2 separate regions of the Anas platyrhynchos genome follow, and region 2 is linked to region 1. A link is a contact called in public Hi-C data. All regions are on one chromosome and are shown on one strand. Each heading gives the region's core, a stretch centred on a gene start, on an enhancer-like site or on the middle of the called end of the contact. The rest is flanking DNA. Distances are from core to core; before and after follow the strand shown. Region 1 holds the start of DIPK2A (divergent protein kinase domain 2A). Region 2 has its middle 120 kb from the start of DIPK2A.

Region 1 (6,296 bases), core at 737-3,236:
ATGTGGGAATGAGTCTAGTTTAAAAAAAAAAAAAAAGTCCACTTACATTCAAGGTCTATGCATAACTCCAACATGAGATTGTGATGGAAGGCATAAAAAAAAAACCCATATATGGAACTAGCAATAACAGGAAACTGTTAGAATGATGCTTCACAACACACAGCAAAACGAGACCTCACTGCTGATCTACTGCAAAGACCTGTGTGACTAAACTAACCTGCTGTGCATCAGAGATCTTCATGCACTTGCTCTGCACTGATGGTCTGCATTTTCATTCTAGTCACTGGAATATTTGATGAATTACATTGTCATATATAATGAAGTCTTCACAGGAAAAACACTGTAGTTTTTGAACTTAGTCAGAAGAAAGCAACTCTAGAAAAACAGAATTTGAAGTGCATGTATTATAGTGCATGATCTAGTTTGTTTTGCATTCCCCTGCACCTTGAAATGGATTCCCCTCCCCTCTTGAAATGGCTCATTCACAAATCATGCTTTTTAAATTACAAGCTCCATATATCATTCCCAAAAAATTATTTTTGTTATCAAGTGCTCTTCCTCCTTTGCTTTTCCTTAGTAACTCTGCCTCTACTTTTTTACCTTTCAGCCTTAAGCAAAATATGTAAGTCTGAATTACAGCCACACTGTATAAAAAGGCAGCCTCTACCTTCCTTAATCCCTCAGAAAGTATCCCAAGTATCCCCAAAGTCTCCTACAAATACCAACAAAACCAGAAATATTAGCAACTTTTATATAGCTCAGAGCAGTTTTTTTTTTTTTAAGCAGCATATTTATTTATGGATTTACAATGCAAAAGGCCTTAAGAGCACTACATTGTTTCTGGAAAAAAAGTATTAGTTAAAGTATTTAATAGCTTCTTTGTATGTAAAATGGTGTTTTCATCTAGAAAAGACTAAACTGTTCTGTTAACATTCAGAAGAATCAAGCTGTTTCCCTATATCCAATTAAGAAAGCTTGAGAAATAAGAATCTAGTAAGCAATGTATAACTAAATGTTAATTCAATATATTTGTTTATATCTGGATTTCTTAGTGATTTAATAGACAAGTTCCAGTAAGTATTGGTAGATGAAAAAAACCACTACCAGCGTGTAAAGAAGGCTGACCATGTTTGTCTACTGAGATTGGAGTTTATATCCAGAAAAAAATCAGCTCAGCTTTCAGGATCAGTGTGTCCATGGTAAAGACCTGAGTTAGGGTACACTGTATGTATGTATGTACGTATAGTAGTGACTGGGGAGCGCAGAAGACGGGCTGTCGCCCCCTTTTCAGCCACAGATTGGAGGACCCGGCCAGTCCCGGACTGCCGTGAGGAGTTTCGGGGCCCCGCGTCGTTCTGTGAGGAAAAGTGGCGAGGGGCAACGGCGGGCACCACCCCGCGCCGCCGTCCCTTCAGGGAGAGCCGTGGCCGAGCCGCCGCTGAGGGGCAGCGCCGAGCCGTGGTGCCGCCGTGACGGGCTGGGGACAGCGTCGTGACAGGCGGGACGGTGTCGTGACAGGCAGCGATGGAAACCGCGATTGCGGGAGCTGAGGGGGGGTCGCGTTAAGGGCGGCTGACGATCTCTGACCTCCCCTCACCATGACCCGGAGACCAGGTGGACGGCGGCAGCCAACGACATGGCGGCTACCCCGCCCGCCCCTCCGCCCCCATCTCCTGACGGGAGGCGGGTACCGCCCCGCCCCCCCGAGCCCCGCCCCCGGGCAGGAGCGCGTACACCGGGCACGCGTCACGTGCAGCCAACTGCCGCGGCCGCCGCTCTCCCTCCGAGGCCCCGCCCCCTCCGCGGGTGGGCGGGGCGAGGCGGCGGCAGAGGCGGTGGCGGCGGCGGCGGGAGGGGGGCCCTCAGCGACGGCGGCGCCGCGGCCCCTCCCCGTGGGCGTGCCCTGCCGTGGCGGCGGGCTGCTGGCGCCGCCCCCCGCGCCTTCCCCCCGCTGCCCTCCCCCGCCCGCCGTCCCCTCAGTAACTTGGCCGCCGCTCGTCGGGCGGGCGGGCGCTGAGGCGGCCCGCGCGGGTGCGGCGGGGCTGAGGGAAGGCGGGGGGGGTGGGCGGGAGGGCCGCGGTCCGGCCCGGCCCGGCTCGGCTCGGCTCGGCTCGGCTCGGCTCGGGCCGGGACGATGCTGCGGCTGGTGTCGCTGAAGTTGGGGCGGCTGTACCGCTACGTGAAGCTGGCGGTGCTGGGCAGCCTGGCGGCGGCGCTGGTACTGAACACGCACTCGCTGCTGGCCTCGCTGCAGCGCAACGAGCTGGCGGAGCGGCGCTTCCTGCAGCTCAATAAGTGCCCGGCCTGCTGGGGCACCAGCTGGTGCCGCAAGTTCCTCAACGGGCAGCTGCGGCTGGAGAGCTGGGGCCGCCTGCGGCTCCTCGACTTCTTCAACGTCAAGAACGTGTACTTCGCCCGCTACGGGGAGCCCCGCGAGGGCAGCCGCCGCGTCGTGCTCAAGCGCCTGGGCTCGGCGCAGGAGCTCGCCGACATCGACGCCAAGATCTGCCGCCGCGCCACCGGCAGGGGCCGCTGCGACCTCCCGCAGGCCCTGCACGCCACCGAGTTCGCCAGCCTCAACGGCGACGTGCGGCTGCTCACCCCCGACGCCGTGGAGGGCTGGTCCGACCTGGTGCACTGCCCCTCGCAGCGCCTGCTCGACCGCCTGGTGCGCCGCTACGCCGAGACCAAGGACTCGGGCAGCTTCCTGCTGCGCAACCTGAAGGACTCGGAGCGCATGCAGCTGCTCATCACGCTCGCCTTCAACCCCGAGCCGCTGGTGCTGCAGGTGGGTCCCCTCGGGGCGCCCCCCGCGGCCGTGCCCCCCGTGCCTCTGCGACCCCGGGGCCTTCCCCCGGCCGGGGAAGGGGGGGGGGGGGTCGCAGCCTAAAAGGTTGGTGCCTAAAAGGAGCCCCAGATCAGCGTGCCTTGTCTGCAGTGACACGTTTTATATCCTTTAAGGGGGCTGATGGCAAATTGGTAGGCAGATTTACAGTACGTTCTAAATTTCGGGGTTTATTCAGGTTTTTAATCTAAAAGCTTACACTAGACCGCTGTCTTCTGTGGCACCGCTTGCTGCTCCCCTCACACATCTCTTCACACTGGGCAGTGCTTCGCCAGGCTGTACATCTCAGTGCCCAATGCTGCTGGGGTAACTACAAGCGTGCTGAGTGTAAGTTTGGGTTCAGCATTGTTCTGTCTAGCTACGGAGCCGTCCTTGCTTCTATCCAATTCTTTTGTTCAAAAGAGTATTTGCAAATACATGTGAGAGCATCACTGCATGATTGCAGTCATGAACATCTGCTGCTTCTCTAGGGAGAAGGCCAAGAAATTTCCAGTGCCCAAATTTCTACTGCTGTGGGCTTTGACCTCCAGCAGATTCACCTATAGATTTATTTCTAGACAGTGTGTTTATGAACTATACTAATTTAAAAACATTTTTGGCTAGTGTGCCTTCAGCCTTCTACACACTGCTCTTGGGGTTTGTTTGCAAAGTTCCCAGCTGACTTCTCAGCAGAGCTGGAGGTACAGTGTGTCGCTTCTGTTCTGCTCTAATGTTGCTCCAGAGCACTGTGAATAAGGAAACTCCACATAAATGAGAATACTAGAATTTCTTTGCTTTGCTGAGTATATTTGGAAACTTCTTGAGAATCGGTTTGTTTTGGCTGTGGTTCATACAGCTTACGGTTTAGGTTTTGAACACGTGTTCCAGAATACTGAGTGTATATCTGGGTGGCTTCAAAATTGCTCTGTATGTTTCTTCCAAATTTGTTGGGATATTGCAGCCTTTAGGGACAAAGCTTGTGGCAGAGTGACATTGCTTATTGTTGCGGGGCGCCTGAAAGGCAGCAGGCAGCACTGGCTGATTCCTGTCATCTCCTTGATAAGGTGTGGACGAGCCCTGAGGCTTTCAGGCAAATTTGTTTAAGTGATGAAAGTCTTTGGATGCAGAACTTAACAAGGGCTTTGCCCATCAGAGCAGGTCAGATTGGTGGGAAGGAAGGCAGCTTTTACTGATCTGCAGTGTAGTCAAATTCTGGCACCTCTAATCAAATCAAAAGTGTTTTGCAGAGTATTGGAAATTGGGATGAATAAACATAGCTTGGAAAGCATTTTGAGGGAAGTGCAGACCAGCTTTGTGCATTGCAGAACTTGTAAAGTTAATGTGTTCTCCAGAAGAGTGTTTGGAAACTTCACTAATGGGTAACGAAGGCTTGAATGTCTTCCCTTGATTGGGAATGAAATACCTGACCTATGTGAACCTGAATTAATTTTCCACATTTATGTAACACAGCACTCCTTTCTCAGCCTCTACCAGACGGATATGTAAGGGATGGATAATTCTCTGTTATGCAGCTTTATAAGATGCAAGATACTGTCTGAGAGGAGAAGTTACTGTTCAGAAGTGATAACTGGATACTGATGCTTGCTTGTGCTTGTACACAAGATACGTGAAGCATCTTAAGGTATGTGCCCTCGCCATACTGCAGGAAATACATTGTTGTGCAAATGAGACCTGGAGGCTTCTTCTAAAAATTATCTGTTTCTAAGAATGGAAGCCTGCATGATGTCACATGAAGAATCAGACTTTAATTACAAGGAAAAAAAAAATAAAATTGGTGTATTTAATTGGTACTTCTCTTTGGTACCAGTAAGTACAAGGAAAAATACTGCCTTTTTTGCTGTGAGCTTTTCGTGAAGCACTGCTGTGACTTTTAAACAGTCGTGAATGGAAGTTTTGATTTAGACGTGGACATAACTTCTAAACTCTTGGTGCTCAGTGCATTCAAGTTCTGTGTCAATCAATGCATAGGCGCAACCAAATATAAGTAGACAGTGAATTTAAAGCCTGGTATTTGGCTGAAAAAGTCACTTTAATCATCTACTAGAGCTAGTAATATATGGATTTTTATTGAAGATTAGGATTTTACCTTGAAGCCTGTTTGGAATATGGATAGTCCTAAAGTGGTGGTGCTTACAAATTTCATATGGTCACAAAAGCTTTTCCGCTAGTAAGTTTTTCAGGTGGGGCTTTAACCTCACCTGGTATGATAGCATGGTATTTTTCTGTTACAAGGCTATGGACAGTAGTTACAAAAAAAAGAAGGCAAATCAAAAAACAGTTTGGTATAAATTACTGCAATCCTAATTCAGTACTTGTATTTTAATAGCTTTCCTGTTAACATTCGTTATCCACACTTGTTAAACAGTTCCATAAGTGTACGCAGTGAAGAATTCAACCTATTTTGGCATTTTACTTCATGAAGTAAATGGAAGGACAGCTGCATTTTTATTTGGTACAGTTTATATCTTTTCTGTGTGTTAAAGCATCATTTTTACTTTGTAAAATCTCACCAAACTAGTTAGTACTTACGTCCTTCCACATTTTTAATCTGAATTCACTTTGGAATCAAACAACCTACACGCGAGGGTTTTATTCTTTATCTATCTATCTGTATTTTAAGCTCAACATGTAGGTGCTTAAGATTTAACTTCTGACAAGTTTGGGGTTTTCCTTCCTGTTTCAAATAATCCTCTCATACAGTAAAGGCAACTGCTTCTTAGTATATTTGTGTTGCTTTCAAAGAAAAGTCTACACAAACTTTGCTGTTAAAAGTAAACAAAGTACTTATAAGTAATATTGTTGTCTTTGTTTCCAGCTATAGAAGGTGGTTGTGAATTATAGCCAGAGTGCATTAATGCAGCCTTTTCTCCAACTGTAGCTTTTATCAAGGTTGTGTTTTCTCTGCAGAATCTCTATTATGAGATTCTGTAAAGGAATAATAGTGAATGTATTTATTGCATATATAATCTACAAGTCTCAAAGACAATTATTTTTCCAGCTCTAATAACAATTCCAAGACCTATATGAAATATAACTGTATTTCTGCATTGCATACATTGTGTAATTCATTGCTCTGCTCTCAGATGTACATTAAGGTTTCTAAATACCTAAGCTTAATAGCTTAATTCTTTCAGCTTCTGATCATCACTTACTCCTTGTGTACAGACCAGCTGTATCTCTTTTCCGGGTATTGTAGCTCTCCATGAATAGTCTGTTGCCACATAACATTCTTCCAATTTCTCTGTCATCATTATTTTATTTTTTTTTTTTACTACTTTTTGTTCCAGTAAGATCAATAATTGGCATCTGACAAACAGTAAAAGATGGACTGTGTGAAGTATTAGTTTAACTAATTAGTTTAATTAATTAGTACTGTTTTAGAGAATTACTTTTCTGATCTGTACCTAACTCAGTATGAGTTATTTCCTCAAGCCATACATAACTCAGTAAG
Region 2 (6,838 bases), core at 3,706-6,205, 120 kb after region 1:
AGTGAGGAAAACTGATGTCTCTATTAGGTATTGGTAGGGAAATGCAGAATGTGTTTGGTACCCAGGAATAAGCCCCACATGTTACTCAAGTCCTTTTTCTATGTGTGTCACAGGAAGTCAGCATATTGCCACAGTGTGGGAAGCTTCCACTTAAGAAAAGGTGAATTTAATTTCTCTTCTGAATTCCAAGTACACAAACCTCCCCAGGTAGATGTCACCCAGAGTCACCCTGCATGCTGTGCACACCATTGCTGGTTGTTTCTGGGATTCACAGAGGATGAAGGAGTGATGAGAAACAGTAGTAGATAGTTCAAAAAAACAATCAAGGTAGTAGCTTGATTGAATGTTTCTGAAGCTGAAACATTTCTTCTCTTGGTAATGTTTTTTGAGTTTTAATATTAGATTCTATTGAAAGAATTCTGGGATGATGAAAATACACTTATAAAACTGTTTTGGTTATTTCTGACATAACTTTCCTTAGGGTAATATTTCTCCTTGTAAATAATTTAAGGCTTTCAACCCAGCAAATGGGAGAGAAGTAAAATGTGTATTTCAAAATTGAGATTCATGCTAGCAACTTGTTTAACGGGTGTAAACTATCCGTTTCTTGTTATATCAGGCATATTTTTATCTCATAACTTCAGACCTCCCTGTATTGCTTAACATAAACTGAGGTTCTGCTGAAACCAGGCAACTTCATTAACTTCAGTATGAGACAGCTAAATATTCTGTGAAGATCTTGCCTTTTTTCCTCTTAATATGAGGTGTGGTGATCACTTGCCAAAAATATGTATGTGCATTTTTTTCGCAAGGTAAAATTGCCATGTTATTCATTGCAGAGTGTTACATGTTTGTTGCCTCTGCCTATTGCTAAATGTGCAAATTGTTGCAAATAAAAATCCATTTTTGTAATCAAACTGAAATTTATTGTTTATGCAATGCATTTAGCTGCAGGAAGCCTTTGTTCAAAATAATGTACTCATAACTGCTAGAAATGCTTTTTTCATCTCCAATAAACTTCTGGTTTAGTTCATTAACATATTGTTAATTGTTTTGTGATTTAATTTATTTCCAGAGGAGTGACATTTGTGAAGCAGAAACTGTTGTTTGTATTTATTTTTTGTTCAAAAGGAAAATCTTCTGAAGTGACTGGAAGGGAGGAGAGTGTGGACTACTTGCATTGTAGTGGTAACTCTAAACAGTTTTGGAGTTCACTAATTAGAAATAAAGAAGTCGATACGAGATTGTGCTTACAGGTAAACAGTGGAATGAACAATCTGATAGAATCAACTGCATACTTTGCGTTCAGTAAGAAAGGAATTAGCTTTAGAGAACAACTGAAATGTGTACATTTGAGGGAGGAAAACCAGCTGTAATTTGACCACAGCCATATTTCTTTGAAAATTCTGAAACTCCAGGGTTTTTTGTGTAACATCAAGTTTAACTGTATGGTGCTTTCTGGAGCACCATACATGATAAGTCAATTGGGTTTGAAAGCTGAACACTGCCATGATATTTAACTGTGTCTGCTTCCCAAATATATAGATAAGACTAGATAAGAAAGACTAATAAGGCCTTGAACACCACCCCTTTGTCCCAAATGTACAAAAAAATCTTGGATGATACAGGAGAAATGTGAAGAACATAGCTGAAAATACATTTCTCAGTATTCTGTACTGCTTAAACTGTAGTATCTGAAAGCTATTTAGGTCTTTCATACCAAATCAACAGTGCTGGTGCAAAAGACGCAAACCAATGCTGTATGCTACCCTCTGCTTGGACTTGAGCTATTGAGTTTTGGTTAATTCAAAGTCAGCTTTCACACACTAAAATAGAAGCTCTATGGAAATCTATCTGCCTGTGTGTGTGTGTGTTTGCGCACACAGACATTTTTATATTTGTACACTTTCTTTTTCAGATTACAGCTGAAAATACACTCAAAGCTAATCTGTATCACAGTAGTAGTTTTTTTTGGTTTTTTTTTTTTTTTTTTTTTTTTTTTTCCCCAGTGGGGACTGTGAGTTAATAAAATGTTAGAATTATTTAAGTAAAATGATAGCTATGCACCGCATAAAATGACTTGGCTGCTGGAAAACATATTACCTCATTGTTTTAAAACTGCGAGAAATTAATCTAATTAATCTAACTATATCTAGAGGAGACATTTTCAATATGGCTGATCTGGAAATGTAATCATATATTGCGGTGTCTACAGGAAGAGATAGGGAATGACTCTTAGCTATTCTGCAAATTGACATGAAAATAAACTAGGATGAAAATAAATATTTTTATAGTTCTGCATGATAGTGAGAATCCAAAAGATCCACTTCAGAACTTTTACAACTTTTGTTTCAGATTTTGTCTACTTTTTTCCAGTAACTTGTTTTGCAAGTTTTTGCAAGTTTACTTTTAACCTTTTAAATTTTGTCAAGTTTACTTTTTTTTTTTTTTTGTCAGTTGTGTGATAGAAACCACTGTGACTAATGGAGAAGAACAAACATAAACACAAAATGTAATAAAAATCAAAGTGGAATTACAAAATAATAAATATTAAAAATAATTATAAAATCTGCAAGGTAAAGTGATAGGACTTTAAAATAGAAAAAACAGTATATTTTAAAGAAAATGTTATACAAAATTGAAAAGTCAACACCTCTATTTCAAAGAAGGGAGTAAATTTCAATTGTAAAATCTTCCATATGAAATTATTTAGCTTTTCTTTATGACTGAAACACTCATTGGGATTGTGCTCCTCATATAGTGCTCCCTGTTCCTCAAAAATCCTTTTAAGAAGAAACATTTTGTAGTCTTTAGCATGTTTTAGCAAAAGTTCATAAATATTTACAGTTTAAGAGCATATGGATTTCTTGTTAAGGTTTTACAGTTTTGAATATAAAATTTATCTTTTCCAAATTATTGTTAATTGCTTATTAGCACTTAAATTCATTGTGTTGATCTTTCTGTTTGCTTATTTGCTGTCACTCTTTCTGTCAGCCCTCAAAACAAACATCTGCTTTTCAGGAATGATGCTTTTGTGTCATTGTGAGATAATAGGTGGAGATTGGGATTTTATAAATTCTTTTAAAAACCTTAAGAGTATCTTTTTTTTCCTTAAAAGTTGTGATTTTTTTGTATTCTGAAAAATCCCCAAAATATTGACAATTTACATCTGCTTAACAGGAGGCAGGGATAATCCACCATATCCTCATGAAGAGATGTAACTGTTTCTCTTTATGTCCTGAGTTCTGGATTTGATTTCTAAGATACTTTGGCTGCCTGTGTTTGTGTCAGGCTCTCTCTGGGTCTCCAAACAGTGAAATGTAGAGCTAGTGCTTTTTTAAAACATCTTCCCCCTGCCCCCAGGCCAGTGATGGAAAATGTGGGCTGCTCTTAGGTCCCCAGAGTAAATGTGTGAAAAGAGAAGGCTGTCACTGTGAGGGGATTTCCCTCATGTACCTGAAAATAAGATCAGGAGAGGCTTGGAAAGATTTGTTGACAGTTTTAGCTAAGAGCTGTTAAAAAATACAAAGGGAGCAGGTTCTGAGTAAGGGGCATGCTGTAGCCTTTCCCCTCATTCATCATTTGCAGATGAGCGTGACGTGAAGGGGTTTACAGCCATTAGCTTTGATGGAGTAGCCTCTTCTTGCCAAGTCCTGAAGGGCAGCACGAGGGGGCAGAGCAGCTTTGTTCCTCATGCAGCCCAGCTCCATAACATGGTCCTGGTGGGCCCGCCAAGGGCTTGTGACCTCTCTAACATGGTGTGCGAGGGCTCTTGAAAACTGTAGATAAGTTTCCACTGCCAACTGCAAACAGGCAAGCAGACCAAACAAGCCTTTGTGTCAGTGCCTCTTGCCTTTGCTAGGTTCAGGGAGGAGCTTGTACACAGAGATAGGATGCTTTTCCTATTTCTGTGTAGAAAATATTCACTTGCTGTTGTGCAAAAGATTAGTTCAGCTGATACTGAAAAAATACTTGAAGCATGTTTCCAGTATGTGGACTGAAATAAGGGGTGAGATTCCTGGGAACTTGTTTGTCAAATTGCTTTGCTCTGAGATCACACGATATTTTCTTTACCTAACCTTTGTTTTCTCTGAGACTGTAGGGTAGTTCACCTAAGCTTTGTTTTTCAGAAGAAAAGGCTCTCCTTATTTCTTTCTTGAATAGGTTACATGGCATTTTATTGGCCAGAATTTTATTCTATGCAGAGATTAATGTGAAAAAAATTAAATGCTGTTCCTATCAGAGTCAATCTAGTACCACTAATGAAGTACAATTTTTTGGACTCTGCTTTTCCTTGGATGGATAAGAAGAGACAAGTCATTTGTGGATCCAATCAAATCTACAATTTATATTGTAAACTTCACTCAGAATTGCCACAAATTGATGTGAACTGACAAGCTTTAAAGTTGATGTAAGGTTTAAGGCAATATTACTTTCTTTTGAATAATTTAATTACCATGGTGTGATTCCAAGAATGGGAAACAATTCTGGTGTGGTGGTTTTTCCAAACCAGAGCTGTCTCCAAGGCTTATCGACAGAGGAGTGTGTGTTTTTTCTCAGTGTCGCCTTAGAACTTTATGCCAAAATCTGGAGATAAAATGTTTGCTTACTGCTGTTTAGAAATCTTGAGTTTTGTTTTTTTTTTCCTCCGTGAAAGAAGCAATTCTTTGCTTGGTGTGTATTTTATGAGGATATTGCTATTTGGTCTCCTGATTACATTGGTAAACACAGTTTTGCTTTTGCCTGATGTCAGTTTGGCATTTGTGCACAAAGTGAATCTGAAAATCTGTCCAGCTTATATGTTTGTTGTATATGCATGTTTATAAAGCATGTATTTATCACACTGCATCTGGAGTCGGTTTCCTTTCCTTGTCCCAGTTGCAGCTCTCAGCAGTGCGTCACAGTGCTTTTGAAGGGTTGCAGTCTTGGGAAAAGCCTCAGTGCTGTGTTAGCTTTTTTCAGTGGGATTTAAGAGATGGAAACAATGAGAATGAGTCATCCCTCTTTGGTTAGTAAGTCTGTTTATCCAAAGAGCTAGCTAGTTCTCCTTGGATCATTCTCAGGCATAATTTTGACCCTGATGGTTTCTCGCAGAATATTATATCTTTTTGATCTCTGGCCTTCTATTGGTAACACAGATTCCAGATTACACACCATAAATAGACATCTGTTTGGAAATAATAGGAAAACACACATACAAATATGGAGAATTTGTAGCATTTTTTTTAATGGTAAACCCCTAGGCCCTATGTTGTTTGATGTAATTTCACAGAGACTGTTAGTTTAATTGTATCTAGGCAACATGCATCAAATTCATGCCTCAGCCTGTTAGTCACCTTCATATTGAACAGAGTAGATGGGTGCAGATAAAGAGCAGATGGAAGGGAAAGAGGAAATATTAGGAAACTTAGAAGAAAAAAATGTAATTACTTAAGCCTTTGAAATAACCAGAGATCAGAGAACATGACAGTAGCAAGATGCATTCAAAAAACAAAAAAAAAAAAAAAGAAAGTTGCTCACTTGAGCAACTTAGATGAATGGGTTTCTGAAAAGCAAATAATGCAAAAAAATCTAAGAAGGATTGAAAAATCATTCTAGTTTTGAAACATAACTAACTAGTAGTCAAAAGTCAAGGTCCAAGACACATTTCTTTTTTCTATGCACAATTTTTCACCCTCAATACATCTGCAAAAGCCAGCTTTGAGCACACTGCTGGAAGGGAACATGCCTCCAGGGCCACGTGTGCATGAGTTTACTGGCTGGGGCTGGCAGGCACTGCTTGGGCTGTGGTGCCTGCTTGCCAGTGGCTCAGCAATCTTGCACCCTTGCTTCTTTAAGTTGTTCTCCCTCAACCTCTAATTTGGGAAAGGACACCTCCTGTAGTGCTAGAGCACTGGCTGACATTTAAGTGGACACTGGTATTCTCTTTAAAGGCTTCATTGCTCTGTGACTCTGGATGAAAGAACCTCATAAAAGACATTTTTATAGCTAAATGTGAACTCTGTGTGTATAAAGCAAAATAAAGATAGTTGTGCTCTTAAGGATGGCAAGAAATTAACTGGTTTCAGTGAGATTTGGAGAGGACATAAGAGAGGCACAGAGATGTCAGATCCTTGGTAGAACACTGCTTTCTGGCTGCTGCTTCACAAGAGGTTTCTGCCCTCTGCTGTCTATGCTTACTTGTTCCTGCTCTCCCTTTTGTAGGCCTCTTTTTACTAAGAGAAATCTTCTGATCCAGATTTCAGTAGTTCTAGGAACAGCCCCACTGACATTGTTGAGTGGGTGCTGAAAGAGCAAGCAGGTAGAGGGGGAGACACAGCACCTCTGGCACAACACCCCTCATGCTGGCAGTGTAGCTGGAGAAAAGGTGATGGGAAGCTGCATACTGTCAGTGCGTGGCATTAGCTGCTGCAGCGATGTTTAATGTAGCCTGATGATCCAAAGTGCTGGCATTTATTGCAGCTAGAGGATTCTGAATAAAAATAAGCCAGCCAGAAAATATGAGGAACTTACCAAGAAACCTAAGACTGGCTTCTGGGGATGCTCACTTGAACTTGAATATGAGGGAAGCAATTCCGCAATATCTGCTTTTGATTAATATCTCTTTGCTCATCTCAGTATGAAACATTTTCTTTTCAGAATGAATGTTTGCATAAGGAGTCTGTTCAGGATAGCAATCTGCCTTCACATTTACACCATTCTTCAAAGTCATTTAACTTCCCTGTGCAAACATGACCTTAGAACATCACCTACAAATGAGTAGCATTACTTTTTTGCAAGGTACATGAAGTTCTTTGATACTCTATTGAAAGCTTATAAGATTATTTGTAGTCAGAAC

Evidence for each region. A called contact is a pair of places that touch in the nucleus more often than the background predicts.
Region 2: a Hi-C map of skeletal muscle shows a contact between it and region 1, with 2.8 times the contacts expected there. The contact joins the enhancer-like site here to the promoter of DIPK2A in region 1. A contact is called at or near these places in 2 of 8 Hi-C or Micro-C datasets (skeletal muscle and subcutaneous adipose tissue).

What each region holds. Positions count from the first base shown.
Region 1 is chr9:24,616,717-24,623,012 of IASCAAS_PekinDuck_T2T, forward strand. It overlaps DIPK2A (divergent protein kinase domain 2A), which reads left to right and starts at 1,987. Exons shown (of 3, transcript XM_013109177.5): 1 at 1,987-2,788. The coding sequence starts at 2,135.
Region 2 is chr9:24,730,541-24,737,378 of IASCAAS_PekinDuck_T2T, forward strand. No RefSeq gene overlaps it. Among named protein-coding and RNA genes, the nearest start is that of DIPK2A, 120 kb to the left of the region's middle. Within about 2 kb of position 4,956, at least 2 of the 8 cell types and tissues checked have an H3K27ac peak or open chromatin away from gene starts, as enhancers often do.